Linked DNA regions of Rattus norvegicus: region 1 is linked to region 2. Evidence: chromatin contacts called from public Hi-C data. All regions are on one chromosome and are shown on one strand. The core of a region is the stretch at or near the end of the contact, and the rest is flanking DNA. Distances in the headings are between cores, read along the strand shown.

Region 1 (4,203 bases), core at 370-2,869, 270 kb after region 2:
TGGCTGCCATGCCTGGGGGGCATGCAGAAGTTTTGCCCTACCATGAGAGCTGTGCTTCACACTGGACTGCACCTCCTCCAGGAGTCCTGGGCAGCACTTGCAGTGACAGTCAGCAGGTAGACCTTGAAAGACTGGAAATGAACGGCATCTCTGACATACTGAGTCCTCACAACGAATCCACAGATACAGCCTCTGACTCTGAAGGCCACTTTTCTGAGGACAGCAGTGAGGTTGATGCATGTGAAATCACAGTGGTAAAAGGGTTGTTGGGTGGGAGTGAAAAACAGGACTGGGATCCATCTGCCTCACTGTCCAAGGCAAGCACTGACCTAAGTGTGCTTACAAGGACAGAAGGGGTGGCTACTCCTCAGAGCTGGGTATCTAGAGTATGTGCAGTCCCCCACAAGATCCCAGACTCCCTGCTGCTGTCCAGTACTGAGTGCCAGCCCCGGTCTGTGTGCCCACCAAAGCCTGGTTCTTCAGCGGAGGTTACAAACCCACTTGTGATGCACCTGCTGCATGGTAATTTGCCCCTGGAGAAGGTTCTTGCTCCAGGTCATAGAAGCAACCAACCTGAATCCCCACATCTGCCACTTAGAGAACAGAACCAGGATAGAGGCACTCTGCAAGGTACAGGGGGAGACAATCACCTAGTTGCCAGAAGCAACCCTGGTTCTGTACAAACATTGAAAGAGTCTATTCTGGCCCAAAGCTATGGAGCAAGTGCTGGTCTTGTCAGGGCAAAGGCCTCCAAAGCTCCTGGAATGTCCCAGAAGATTGCCAGGTTGGTTCCAAGTTCAGACTCCCAGCATCCAGTGACAGAACTGACACCTTCCTCTAGCAACCTGGAAGAAATCGATTCCAAAGAGCATCTCTCTTCCTTCCTTTGTGAAGAGCAGAAAGAAGCCCATTCCCTGTCTCAAGGCAGTGATCCGGGTGCTGCCCCAGGCCAGTTTCTAGGAGATCACACTACCTCCAAAGTGCCATGTTTCTCCTCCACAAATGTGAGCCTCTCCTTTGGTTCTGAGCAGACAGATGGGACCCTGAGTGATCAGAACGATGTTGGTGGTCGCGAGAAGAAACTGTTTGGTCCTAGGAATACAGTTGCCACCCTTCAGTACCCTAGGTCTGAAGAGCAGATACCACTACCTGCTGAGGTCCCTCCAGTGTTTCCCAGTAGGAAGATAGAACCAAGCAAAAACTCTGTGCCTGATGGTGTGCAGACTGCAAGGGAAAACAGGACGCCCAAACCACCAGCTGTCTCTGCTGGCAGCATCAAGACAGAGCAGACATTTTTGAGGGATCCCATTAAAGCAGATGCAGAGAACAGAAAAGCTGCAGGGTACAGTTCTCTGGAACTAGTGGGTCACTTGCAAGGAATGCCTTTTGTTGTGGACCTGCCTTTCTGGAAATTACCCAGAGAGCCAGGGAAAGGGTTCAGTCAGCCCCTGGAGCCGCCTTCCATCCCCTCCCAACTCAGCATCAAGCAGGCTTTGTACGGGAAGTTTTCCAAACTGCAGCTGAGTCCCAGCAGCTTTAATTACTCCTCCAGCTCGGCCGCCTTTCCCAGAGGCCTCGCTGGTGGTGTGGTGCAGCTGAGCCACAAAGCCAGCTTTGGTACAGGCCACACTGCATCACTGTCCCTACAGATGTTCACTGACAGCAGTGCAGTAGAAAGCATCTCTCTCCAGTGTGCATGCAGCCTGAAAGCCATGATCATGTGCCAAGGCTGCGGAGCGTTCTGCCACGACGACTGCATTGGACCTTCAAAGCTCTGTGTATTGTGCCTTGTGGTGAGATAATAAATTATGGCCATTGGAAACATTGTACATTTAGTGTGTGTATTTTAATAATGGTTGATCTTAAATCTGTATACAGAATATCACTGATATAATGAACTCTCACTCTAGATGAGATAAATCTTGCCTCCCCATGAAATTTATAGTGCTGAAGCCCTCTGTCACTTGGCACCCTTCTAGCCTTGCCAGAAGGGTTTTCCAGGAGAAGGGGGCACTATGGTTGCCTAAGACCATCCAGCCTAAACCCTCTTGTAGTCAGGCAGTACAGTGTGGCAGGGCAACCTGTCTGACACCCAAATGGACTTGAAATTGAAGCAGGAAGGTTGGGTTCTCCATGGATGGAACTCCCCTGCCTGCACTGAGCAGGAATGTCCGTCTTCCACTGCCCTCCCTGCCATCTGCTGCTTAGCTTGGGGAGTTGATGGTTGCAGAAGCCACACAGGGTTAAAGTAACTTCCGTCTTTATCCACCAGGGGATCAAACACCCAATGACTTAGATGTCATATTTCTGTCATTTGCCAGTTGATGGAGCCAAGTTGACCTTTGGTTCTGGTGCTTCACCCAGTTTGGAACTTTAATCTGTAACCCAGGGATCCACGGATTCTCTTGGAAGCTTGAATAGCCCTTCTTGGACAATGGGGTCTGGAAATAGGGCTGTCTGCTGTGGAAATGCCATCTGTAGACTTCAGAGTCAACTGTACAGATGTTTGCAGGGGACTCCTGCTTGCCACCCACCCGTCACATTTGATTCCGTGGGAGTGGGCACCCATGCACTTGTGTATGTGAAAGTCATTTTACATTTCCAAGCAGTCTGTTTCTTATTTTTATATTTTAACTCTATTCTTGGATGTATAAAGTGAACCTTTTCGCTTCTGTAAGTATGCTCTATGCACCTCTAACGTTTTATCCTGTATTTATATGTTGTACACAGTATTGGCCAATTCTGTAAATGGATGTATTGTACAGAGAACATGAACGTCTCTTCCTTAGTTTACGTCTTCAGCACCCTTGATTAAAATGGTGTTGTCTACTTCCGTGCACCAACTGTCAAAACCACTGAGTGCTGTGTTGCCTGATGTGAGAAGGAAGTTACTGACTTGTGACCTATGGTTGGCCCTGTGCCTTGTCACCTGTGTCACCAGGGAATCTCCTGCAGTCTGCGCGCCACAGACACCATTGATCGAACATGTCTTGTTCCTTGTATCTATTCTCTTCCAGCCTTGAGTGGCTGCGCTGCCGCCACATATGACAAATTGTCATCACCAGTGTTAAGTCCTGGATTCATGGGTGAGTTCCTTGGACAACCCCGAGACAGGCTTCTGGATCTGGCTCCAGGGTCATCACCTGTCAAAGCAATATTGGGGATCGCTAGGCTCCTTTTGACTTACTTTTGACAGTAGGTTTCAGGGGAACAAAGCCATGCCTGCTGCCTGCCTCTCTCCTAACATGGTTCCATCAAGTAGATGCCCTTTGTATTTGTCTGACCTCATTCTGGTTCCTACCATTTCTGTATTTTTACTTGAAAGTTGGGAGTCCTTGTTTAATTTAGGTCTGTCGTCTTGTGTGAGTGTTTCTGTATGAAGTATAAAAATTTGTGTGCCTTGAGCAAGTCTCATTTTCTTTGTAAGCTGCCTCTCTGCCATTTCATGAGGTGGCTCTCTTTTTGGTGGGGAGGGGGCTGGGGGATCCATGAAGTATGAGTGAGGAACTGGTAGTGAATTCAGTATTGGCCAAGTCCATGTTGTGTGCTCAGAAGTCTCTTTACCAAAGACCAGGAGCAGGAGCTAAGCATGTCCAGTCCTCCTCTTGTGCGACCTTTGACAGTGGTCTGGTCCACGGGGCTGCTCAGAAAAGCGCTGCTCTTGTATGTCTCACTGGTATTGGAAAATAAACCTGTACAACCTGCATTGGCTCCTTGTTATCTGTGGCTGCCTGGGGGTGTGGGGAGGTGGGGTTAAGTGCAGAACAGGACAGCTCCTCCTAACTGTGGGCTCCTGTGTGCAGTGGATTGGCAGCTCCACTGGTCTTTGGACTCTTGATTTGGTGATGTTACCATTGGGTGTAAGAGCTGGAAAGCTAATGGGTGTGACGGGAACTATAATAGTCAAGCTTCCTCCTTCCAGCAACTCATCCACACTACTTGCCATATAGATTCACAGAGGTGGTGACAACCTGGCCCCTTGTTCATGGTATGAGGCATTTTCAGGGTCACTACTGTTTGAACAAGACTGCATGGATGCCAAGAGCTTCAGGGACAACTACTTCAGGAGTGCTCAAATGCAGTTTTAGGATTGCATTCAGACATAACTAAGCAGAGCGGATACGGATGGAAGTGAACCTAAGTACAGCACCTGAAAATGGGAGCGCGCTTTGTGGGCACTTGGGCAGAAGGTTTGAGGGCTGC
Region 2 (4,900 bases), core at 1,789-4,288:
TAGACGCCAGAAGGTTCCACTTATGTGGAATCCAAAACCAGGCAAAAGTCATGTATGAAGTTCATAGTGTTCTTCGTGATAGCCCCAGACTAAAACGCTGTACCTGATGCCCATCAGCTGATGGACAGATGGAGAACACGTGAGAACAGTGTCTGTGACAGAATAGAAAGAATCGCTGGAAGCCTTGGGAGCATGCTGAGTAGAGGCCAGGCACCAATATCTGTTACCCTTGATATGAAATTCCCAGAATGGAGCAGTTCTAAGTGCCAGGGATGGGACTGGGTGACATGTGATGAAATATTGTGCAATTCACAATTCTTCGGCTATTATGAAAGCCATTGGGAGCTGGGGTGGCACACGCCTTTAATCCCAGCACTGCATTCAAAGCTAGCCTGGTCTACAGGGTGAGTTCCAGGACAGCCTGGACAGGGCTACACAGAGAAACCTTGTCTTAAAAAAATCATGGGAACACACACTTTAAATGTGTGGATTTTATGGCTTGTGAATTATATATCATTAAAGCTGTAAAATTCACTTATACCAACAAAGCTGTGAAGGGAGGTGGGGGAGTGCTAGCTGACGTGGGGAAGGTACTGTCCCAGAGTAGCTGGAAGGAGCCTCCTGAGAGGCTGCAAAGGCTGTCATCTTTATCACCAAAGTTAGACCTTAAGTATCGGTATGCTTTGGCTGGGTCTAGATGTGCAAGCTTGTAATCCAGGCTACTCTGGAGACTGAGGTCACAAGTTCAAGGCCTGCCAGGGGTAGTTACTGACCCTGTCAAAATAAAAAGTAAAAGGGCTGTAGTTCTGTGGCAGCGCATCTGCCTGCTGGTGTGGGTATTGTACTAGGCACAGTGTCCAGTAAAACACAACACACACACACACACACACACACACACACATACACACACACGAGAGAGAGACAGACAGACAGACAGACACAGAGAAAGACAGAGAGAAATCATTTGATGTATTATGATTCAATGTTTAAACAAGGTACAAAAATAAAATGAAAAGTTGGATATATAATCTAAATCTATAGAGAACGAGTGAAATATGGAGAAAACTCTCTAGATGTAAAAGAACGTGGCTGAGGGTGTGGCTTGGTGGCAGAGTGCCTCCCAGGCATACTCAAGATCTGGGTTTGTGCCTTAGTACCACACAAAAGAGAAGAACAGCATAAAGAACTTAGCTGACTTAGAGCTGCATGTAAATCCCAGCACTCAGGGGGATGAGGATCACCATGAGTTGGAGCCAACCTGGGACACGGAGACCCTGACTCCTGAAAGGAGAGGAGAGACTGGAGAGATGGCCCCGTGGTTGAGAGCACTTGCTGCTTTCGCAGAGGCCCTGGGTCCTGTCACCCACATGGTGGCTCCCAATCATCTAACCCCGGGTTCATGGGATCCCACACCCTCGTTTGGATGCTACAGGAACGAGACATACATGTGGTGCACATACATACATGCAGGAAAACACCCCTACACATAAAATAAGCCATTTAAAAATACCCATTTGTAAAAAGAGAAGGATTTAAATTTAAAAAAAAAAAGAGAGAAGGAGCGGGAAATTGGCTGAGCAAAAGCACCGGCTGCCGAGCTCAAGGACCCAGGGTGCACACAGAGAGGAAGGAGAGAACTGACTCCTGCTAGTGGCGTCCTCAAACCCTGAGGAAAACTGACCCTCCCACCCCCAGCAGCCACAACTGCTAACAGCTGCTCAGCTAGTGGTGGGATTTCAGAGGCCGACGTCTCACCTCTGCTGGAACTTTGTCCAGCTCCTTCTTGTGCTGGTCTTGTGCAGGCAGACATAGCTGCTTCAAGGTCTTGTATGCTATGACCCTGTCATCCAAGAAATCCTGTTTTACAGCAATCCTCCACTGTCTATGGCTTTAGAGTCTTTCTACTGCCCCCTCCTGTGATCTCTGAGCCTGGGAAGGGGGGGGGGTTGTGATATCAATGTTCCCTTTGGGGCTGAGAGTCGTCAATACCTAATCACTTACTCAGCCATACTGAATTCCAAAGAACATGCACATGGCCTCTTAATTCGCAATGGCTCGGTATATGGTTTTATAAATAGTTTTATGGGACACCTAAAAGCACAAGTGTTTTCATCACACGAAGGGGTGAGGCGCTGGGGCCTGCAGTGGGGCTTTAACCATCTTCTGTCTCAGCCACATGGAAAGTGAATTAGGGAAGAACACAGCCGACCTAGACGGTGTGTCATCATCGCTGCCCAGGACTTGAAAAGATAGGGGACGCTAATTCAGATTAGCATCGTGTGACAGGGGCCTTAAGTGCACAGGGGAAAGGCCTCAGTTGCTGGTGGCAGCAGTGACCCTGGCATCCAACCCTAAGTGGAGGCACCAGAGTCAACGTGGCAGTTTGGACTGCAGCAAGAGTCCAGGGTCAAGTGTCCTCAGTTCCATCCCTAGGACTTGGTCTTCCCCTGATGCTGCTACTTCTGTGATGAAGCCAGTCAGGTTTATGTCCAGCTCTGAAAAGCTCCCAGGCTTATGGCTGTTTAGGGTGATGTGTGCCTATGGACATCAAACCATCGGAGATGGCGGTCTAGCCTCAGCCTATAGGACCATGCTAGCCATGAAACCAAATGTCCTGCTGGAGTCTTTGAAATGGAACTGCTTGCAGCCTTCTAGCTCCTTTCCCCCTACAGCCCTGCAGTTTGGCAAGTGCTGGTCCTGCCCCTCAGCACTCAGTTTCCTGCCGGCCATGATAGGCCATGGACACCAGGTGGCAGCAGAGAGCTGTTGAGAGCCCCGTCATTTATCGCCAACATTGTGATTTTCAACGATTTGATGATGCAGAAATAGTTGCATTGAGAAGAAATGATGCAAAGGTGGCCTCGCGGTACAAGCCTCCAGTCTGGATACTAGGGAAGCGGATGCAGAAGGATCAGGAATTCAGGGCCATTCTCTGTAGGCTATGTAGTGAATTGAGTTCAGCCTAGGCTGTGGGAGAGCCTGTCTCATAAAAATGAGTGAGTGAATGAGTGAATGAATGAATATGTTTTCCCTTTGGATTTTGATCTCTTTCCAAGCCTAGTGGTATGCTGTCCTCTCTCATGAGGCTGAATCAGAGCAGTGAGCTACAGCTCTGATTTAGCCAAGAGAAACAAAAAAGAAGCCATGGTATGCAGTTGCTGAACCACAATGTTCAGTAACTAAATGTTCGAGGCATCTTTCACTTCTGGCTTTTGCCTAACAGTGGGTGTATCGTAATCCTGAATCAAAGGGCAATTATACATCCTGTAGACCATGTTCGCCAATTATACTGTAATTAAGACAAATACCCACAAACTGCTAATCAAATGCTAGAGGGAGGGAGGGAGGGAGGGAGGGAGGGAGGGAGGGAGGGAGGGAGGGAGGAAAGGAGAGAGGGAAGAACAGGGAAGAAACACTCAGTGACTAGGGCAAACCTCAGATAACAGCTGAAATCCTCTCTTGCACCCAGAGCTGGGGAGTGGATGGGGTGAGGTATCCACTACGATCTAGACTCAAGTCCCCTGGAGGTCCTTCGTCCCCAAAGACTTCTAGGACTCCAATTTTCAGAGTTAGTTTAACAGGCATCGTTTGAATCAAGGATGTCGCCCCAGAGTGAGCTCCCAAATTAAACCCATAGCTCCACTCCCCCTTGCTTCAGCCATCTGTCCTCAAGACAAACGTCCCCTGTTTCCATGGGATCTGGGACATCACTGTTCGTAGGGGGCAGCAGGTGCCCCTGTCCTGATTCACCCTAGCAGGGCCCCAGCCCTCACTACTCCCCAGACTCGCCCTGACTCTGCTCTGTTCAACCCTGCAGGAGCCAAGTTCCCCATCAAGTGGACAGCTCCTGAAGCCATCAACTTTGGCTCCTTCACCATCAAGTCAGATGTCTGGTCCTTTGGTATCCTGCTGATGGAAATCGTCACCTACGGCCGGATCCCTTACCCAGGTAGGAAAAGGGGCATAGCTTAGGGGTGTGTCTGGAGCCCAACCTGGCAATGGCACATCTTGTCAGCATGTCTGTTAAACTCAGCCCCACCTTTCTCAGATCAGAGTTACTGCCCTCCACTATCCCTCAGGCTTCATACAAGGGGTTTGCTGGCTGTACATATGCATACACATACATGGAGAAAAAAAACACTCATACACATAAAATCAATCAGTCATCAATTAGTTGGAGGGGCAGGCTTCAGTGCAGTGGGAATGCATGAGAGAATTTGGTCAAGATGCCATTTGGGCACCCAGGGCAGGTTGGTGGCTCATGGGCAGCTGGGATAGGTGGTGACACATGGCAGCTGGGGCAGGTGGTGGCACATGGGCAGCTGGGGCAGGTTGGTGGCACATGGGCAGCTGGGGCAGGTGGTGGCACAGACAACAGAAATAAGCTGATGGGGGGCTGGAGAGATGGCTCAGTGGTTAAGAGCACTGACTGCTCTTCCAGAGGTCCTGAGTTCAAATCCCAGCAACCACACGGTGGCTCACAACCATCTGTAATGAGATCTGATGCCCTCTTCTGGTGTGTCTGAAAACAACTACAAGTGTACTTATAGAATAAATAAAAATCTTTAAAAAAAAAAAAAAAGAAATAAGCTGATGAACTGGGCCGCATTTCAAAAGAAGCAGACAGCCAAGGATGCCGGCCTGGCAGTGAAGAAGCTGTGTAATTGGGTTGATTCACTTGAGAGGATAGATGTCCAGCTAAGATGTTTAACGGTTATTGTTTTGTTGTTTTCTCTCTTAATCAATGAACCATCTCTTCAGCTCTCCTCAGCCAAGTTAAGAAAGAACTAAGAAGTAAAGTTGGTGATCATAGGTATTTCCTGGTTGTTTTTATAGTTAACAGATGTAAACTTAGAATAAGGAAATGATCTTGTTCAGAGCAACCTTGAATCTAGCCATT

The links. A called contact is a pair of places that touch in the nucleus more often than the background predicts.
Region 1: a contact with region 2 is called in a Hi-C map of Schwann cells, with 6 times the contacts expected there. The contact joins two enhancer-like sites. A contact is called at or near these places in 8 of 12 Hi-C or Micro-C datasets (the A7r5 cell line, the Rat2 cell line, Schwann cells and 5 more).

Annotation. Positions count from the first base shown.
Region 1 is chr3:162,338,037-162,342,239 of GRCr8, forward strand. It overlaps Asxl1 (ASXL transcriptional regulator 1), which reads left to right. Exons shown (of 13, transcript NM_001427647.1): 13 at 1-3,706. The coding sequence ends at 1,802. Among named protein-coding and RNA genes, the nearest start is that of Asxl1, 66 kb to the left of the region's middle. Within about 2 kb of position 1,620, at least 16 of the 93 cell types and tissues checked have an H3K27ac peak or open chromatin away from gene starts, as enhancers often do. A contact at or near this core is called in Schwann cells, where this site is marked.
Region 2 is chr3:162,068,908-162,073,807 of GRCr8, forward strand. It overlaps Hck (HCK proto-oncogene, Src family tyrosine kinase), which reads left to right. Exons shown (of 13, transcript NM_013185.3): 12 at 3,818-3,949. Among named protein-coding and RNA genes, the nearest start is that of Tm9sf4, 16 kb to the right of the region's middle. Within about 2 kb of position 3,039, at least 10 of the 93 cell types and tissues checked have an H3K27ac peak or open chromatin away from gene starts, as enhancers often do. A contact at or near this core is called in Schwann cells, where this site is marked.